2 separate regions of the Macaca mulatta genome follow, and region 1 is linked to region 2. A link is a contact called in public Micro-C data. All regions are on one chromosome and are shown on one strand. Each heading gives the region's core, a stretch centred on a gene start, on an enhancer-like site or on the middle of the called end of the contact. The rest is flanking DNA. Distances are from core to core; before and after follow the strand shown. Region 1 has its middle 190 kb from the start of ANAPC1. Region 2 overlaps LOC106993126 (a long non-coding RNA gene).

The links. A called contact is a pair of places that touch in the nucleus more often than the background predicts.
Region 1: a Micro-C map of CD4 T cells shows a contact between it and region 2, with 20 times the contacts expected there. The contact joins two enhancer-like sites. A contact is called at or near these places in 3 of 14 Hi-C or Micro-C datasets (CD4 T cells, blood and fibroblasts).

Annotation. Positions count from the first base shown.
Region 1 is chr13:21,818,451-21,821,150 of T2T-MMU8v2.0, forward strand. No RefSeq gene overlaps it. Among named protein-coding and RNA genes, the nearest start is that of ANAPC1, 190 kb to the right of the region's middle. Within about 2 kb of position 1,296, at least 13 of the 40 cell types and tissues checked have an H3K27ac peak or open chromatin away from gene starts, as enhancers often do. A contact at or near this core is called in CD4 T cells and blood, where this site is marked.
Region 2 is chr13:21,603,466-21,606,165 of T2T-MMU8v2.0, forward strand. All of the region lies in intron 1 of LOC106993126 (a long non-coding RNA gene), which reads right to left. Among named protein-coding and RNA genes, the nearest start is that of BCL2L11, 370 kb to the left of the region's middle. Within about 2 kb of position 1,361, at least 6 of the 40 cell types and tissues checked have an H3K27ac peak or open chromatin away from gene starts, as enhancers often do. A contact at or near this core is called in CD4 T cells and blood, where this site is marked.

The DNA of each region.
Region 1 (2,700 bases), core at 46-2,545, 210 kb after region 2:
GATTGCGGTAGTGGTTTCGGGGCTCTCCACGTGTAATAAAATGTCATAAAACTATATACACACAATATACCAATGCCAGCTTCCTGGTTTGGGTACTGTACTCTAATTACGTAAGATATGACCAATGAGGGAACCTGGGTGGAGGGTGCCCAGGACCTGTCTGTACTATGTTTACAACTTCATGTGAGTCTATAATTATTTAAAAATAAAAATTTTAAAAAACAGGAAGATACACAGCAGAGAGTCACTGTACACATTTTCAACAATAAACATGTATATCTCCTGAAGAAAAACAAGCCTTTTTTTTTCCCCTTTTCCTCTTAACAAGGATGTATATAACTTTTCCCTTGGAAGGAACTTAGACACACACCAATTTAACCCCGCGATGCCTATCAGTAACTGTTGGAGGAAGTGAGACAGGGCCTCTGGGTGCAAGAATTAGGTTGTCCCCAGCCTGAATGCCAAGAAACTCCTGTGGCAGCCACGCCCCCAGGGTGTCAGGCCCCTGAAGGGAAGTCTGGGTTCCTCTTTCTTTCGTTAGGTGATCCTGGGAGAGGTCACGGGACAGCGGGGCTGGGAAAATGGCACATGGAAAACGGTCACTTCAGAACCAGACGGTGTTCTTTTCCATCTCCTCACGGTCTTAAGACAAACCACTTTCCCTCCTTTTCAGTTCTGTCTGAACCAGTAGTTACAAATAGATAAACACCACTCTTTGCAAAGGCCACATAGATCTGTATTAATAGAGTCTAACCATATTAAGTACACAGAGATGAAAGATCTTTCCCAAAGCAAGTTATTGATAACTATTAGGGTTGACAACTGAAAGATGCATTTGCAATTTATTTTTGAAGCCACATAGATTCATTTCAGCGGACCTCTAGTTACGGGACTAGACCACTTTCAAGTTGCCTTTCAAATGGTACTGTAAAATTAAAATTTAAAGACCGTGTAGAGGTGACTTTAAGGGACCGACCCTCAAGGAACTGCCAAACAAGAGCTCGGCAGCCAACACTCTTTAGTGAAAAGGGTAGGACAGTTTGGAGTTGGCTCCTGGGAAAATGGTCCACATGATGACCTTTGCACGGGTGCTGCCCTGTCCTGTTCCCAGCAGCCTCGCCCCTTTGCTTGCCTGGCTGCCTCCTCCCCCTCCTCTGACCCTGTCAGTCAGGCGTTAACTGACCTTCCCAGGACTCGGCACCTTCTACAGGAGCTTCCCTCCCTTCTCCCCCTCCATGGTAATAAGTCAGCAGGGTTTGGTTGGCTCCACTTCCTGCCTGTGGTTATTATAGCTGAGTCATCAGGCCATCCTGGGTACACAGTTCACAGTCTTGATGCAATTCACTTCACATTAGATCATATTTCTCTCTGTCATTAAATATTCTTGGAAAACATGATTTTCAATGGCTGCGAATATTGCCAGGACCATCTGCTTGCCGGATGCTGGTGTGTGAGCTGGCAGAACCTCCGTGTGAGCCGGGTCTCTGATCCATACGTGGAGAACGCACACCCACGTGTGGCCATTTGCTGGTATTCCGTCACTCACTACGTCCCCAGCAGAGCTACTGCTCTGAGTCTAGGCATCTAAATATCAAAACATGATAGACACACACACACACACACACATACACAGCCCTACAACAAACGTTACTGTGATCCTTTCTTATTTAAAGAAGAAATTTACTTTCTTTTCCACCTGAACAGTGATAGACAGCCACCATGCAAGTTCAAGGAGATAATATTAAAGAATTATTGGATCACAGATGTTTTGAAATAATTATGTTCACCATACATAAGATTCATTCAATAGGCACTAGATGCCCAAAACACATAACAATCTAAAAGCTTTAAAATAAGGCAGTTTAGGCCGGGTGAGGTGGCTCACACCTGTAATTCCAGCACTTTGGGAGGCTGAGGCAGGTGCGGTGGATCACGAGGTCAGGAGATCAAGACCATCCTGGCTAATATGGTGCCTGTAGACCCAGCTACTTGGGAGGCTTTAACTCGGGAGGCAGAGGTCTCAGTGAGCTGAGATAGTGCCACTGCACTCCAGCCTGGGTGACACAGCAAGACTCCATCTAAAAAGTAATAATAATAAATAGAATAAGGCAGTTTTCTATCTATTTGAATAGATACTGTAATGTTCAAATTATTACCACAGAGTTCCTTACCTCTTGGGAACTCGAGCTGGTAAGGGTGAGGTGGACTTTTATAAACCCTCAGGGCAGTGGCTAGATGGAGACTTTCTTCACACAGTCCATCTTCTGGACTAAAGAAGAGAGGCTGGGTGCAGTGGCTCATACCTGTAATCCCAGCACTTTGGGAGGCCAAGGTGGGTGGAGCACCTGAGGTCAGGAGTTTGAGACCAGCCTGACCAACATGGTGAAACCCCGTCTCTACTAAAAATACAAAAAAGTTAGCTGGGTGTGGTGGTGGGCGCCTATAATCCCAGTTATTCGGGAGGCTGAGACAGGAGAATCACTTGAACCCGGGAGGCAGAGGTTGCACTGAGCAGAGATCATGCCACTGCACTCCAGCCTGGACAACAGAGTGAGACTCCATCTCAAAAAAAAAAAAAGAAGAAGAAGAAGAAGAAAGAAGGAAGAAGAAGGAGGAGGAGGAGGAGGAGGAGACAAAGGACACACTATTCCTCCCGGAGCATGCATTAATGATTATGAGAAAGCCAGACAATAATAATAA
Region 2 (2,700 bases), core at 111-2,610:
TTGTGGAAAATAAGGAAGAGAAGAAAAAGGCCCATTCTTTTTTGTTTATACCATATTTGCATAAAGAAACTCTGAAAAGACATATAAGAAACTAAGAAAAGGGTTGTGGAGGGAACTGGATGGGAGATGGGGATGGGTGTGTGTTTTTCACTGGATACCTTTTTATTCAGTTTCATTTTTGAATCCTATTCAGAAAAATTAGAGCTGGAAATCCTATTCCCTCATTTACCACATTTACAGGGTGAAAGAGAAATTCTGTATCCTCATCTCAAGAGATGCTGAAAAGCATCCGTGGAAGGTTGGCACCACCTGTCATGAGCGCCTTTTTCCAGATGAGTACCTACAGCACCTGCCTGGGCAAAAGAGTTCCCCAGGACTCATCGCAGAGCTTCCGGCTGGATTCCCGGAGGCCATGGAGAATTGCCAGGGTCGGGGTTACAAAGAAAGATGCCCTCCCTTGGAAATAATTTGTTTGAAGTCTCCTAATCTGCAAGTGGTCTTAGAAAGTAGGATCCAGCAGACCTGGATGTGTGCAAGCTATTGGAGATTCGTGGTTTCTTGGATGACGCTGGAAATTCCACCTCTACCTCAAGCTGTGCACCCTCAAATCTCAAAAGCCTCAGTTTACTCATCTGCAACATGAGGTAAGAGTGCCTAACCCCCATAGGATGGGAACGATCATGTTAAAAGACATACATTCTCCAATCCCTTCTGCTTCCAGGAGGCCCTTCAGAATAACATTGATTCACTACACACAGTGTAAGCAACATGACTGATCTCTCATAAGTCCTGCAATTAGAACCTCAAACATAAGAATCAAAGAATGCCACTTTTGCAGCAGTAGAAGACTAAGAAATTGTAATAATCCTTTGAATCCGTTTGCTCAGATTACTCCCAGATTACTCTGGGACTGTTTTCTGACATATGAAGAACAGTTTCTATTTCAATAGGGTGTCCATTGCCTGCCACCACCTTTTCATTTTCACAGAGAAGGGTTGAAATTAGAATTGAGAGATTCTGATAATTCTGGCAAGCTAAGGGCAGGTGGGGGTGACGATGGGCTGACAGCGGCTGCATTACTCTAAGGGGCAGGGAAGGACTTGGGGGCAGCACTTGTTCCCCTCTCCAGTGGCGTTCCTGTTTTGTCCAAGTGCCCCTCTGATGAACCCAGTGGGTGAACACAGAGCAGGTGACACACACTTTGGACAGGTGAGACAGTCGGCGGGTGAGTCACCTCCTTACCAGGAACCTGTGGTGTGCAGTCACCTCTCCTGCGGCTGGGTGGCAGTCTGTACTCATTCTGTGTCTTACCTCTTCCCTCCTGCGCATGACTCTGAGCAGGCACTTCTGGGGACTTCAAAGAGACTGTTATATGCAGATGAGATGAGCCATGTGCCTGTCAGGCCCGGCTCAGCAGGGCCAGCTTGAAAGGCATGTCTGAATTGAATCAAATGCATCCACCCCACAAACTGAGGATGTGACTATGTATAAACAATGGAAATTACAATCATCGACAGCCGAGCGTTTACGTGCTCTGGATGTTGGAGGTAACTTACAGCCAGTATCTAATTCACAGCTGCCCTGAAGTTAGCTAACCTCACCAAAAGTTCTCCGTGCTTGAGGATGCAGTAAAGAGAGAACAACAGAGAAGGATGGGTATCCATCAGGAGAAGCCTGGCTGAGCGTCTAAATCATCCCCACCCGCTCCATTCGTCTGTGGGATCGCTATCACATATTTGATCATATGATACATTTCATAACTCCCTTTACCCCCATCAGTGAAACTTGTGCAGCAAGGGGAGATATTCGTGTTCAATGCGGTGTCCGAGAGCACTGGGATAGTGGCAGCAGTGAAGACAATCGCTAGTGGATGTCACAGGTCTCTGCTCTTGGTCTTCACTGATCCAAGTGGTCTTCTGGTGAAGATGCAAAGGGGATACCACTCCAAGTTATAGACGATATGGAGCTTCATGTTTTATATGAGAGAATAATGGGCTAAATCTAAAAGGCAACACCAAGGATAATGTAAACTTCTACTTTGGTTAAAGTTTTTTTAAAAACTCACCACCTCATATGCAGAATGATCCCAGCACTTTGAGAGGCAGAGGTGGGAGGATCACTGGAGGACAGGAGTTTGAGACTAGCCTGGACAACATAGTGAGACCCCCATCTCTACCAAAAAAATATTTTAAAATTAGCCAGGCATGGTGCCACATGTCTGTAGTCTCAGCTTTTCAGGAGTCTGAGGTCAAGGGTCACTTGAGCTCAGAAGTTCAAGGCTGCAGTGAGCTATGATTGCTTCACTGTACTCCAGCCTGAGCGACAGAGTGAGATCTTGTCTCTAAAAGATATATATATATACACATACACACACGCACATACACATACACACACACACACACACACATTTAGAGACATGTGACTTTGCAGCACGTTTCCACACAGGGACGCAGGGAGGTCAGCTGGCTGCGAGTGCCGTGCCTGGGTCCAACAGATGGATATGGTTGCCAAAAACCAGACAAGGGAGGTCACTGTGCCCACGTGAAGAGGGACATTGGAAAGTTGCCAAGTAGATGCTGTGGAAGGCAGCACAAGGTCAAGGGTAGCTGAACACCTCAGCACATAAAGAATCTTTCCAGGAACGATGAGAAGAAGGAAGAGCTTGAACACAAGTGGTGAGGTCCATGCAGTCGGAAGGGC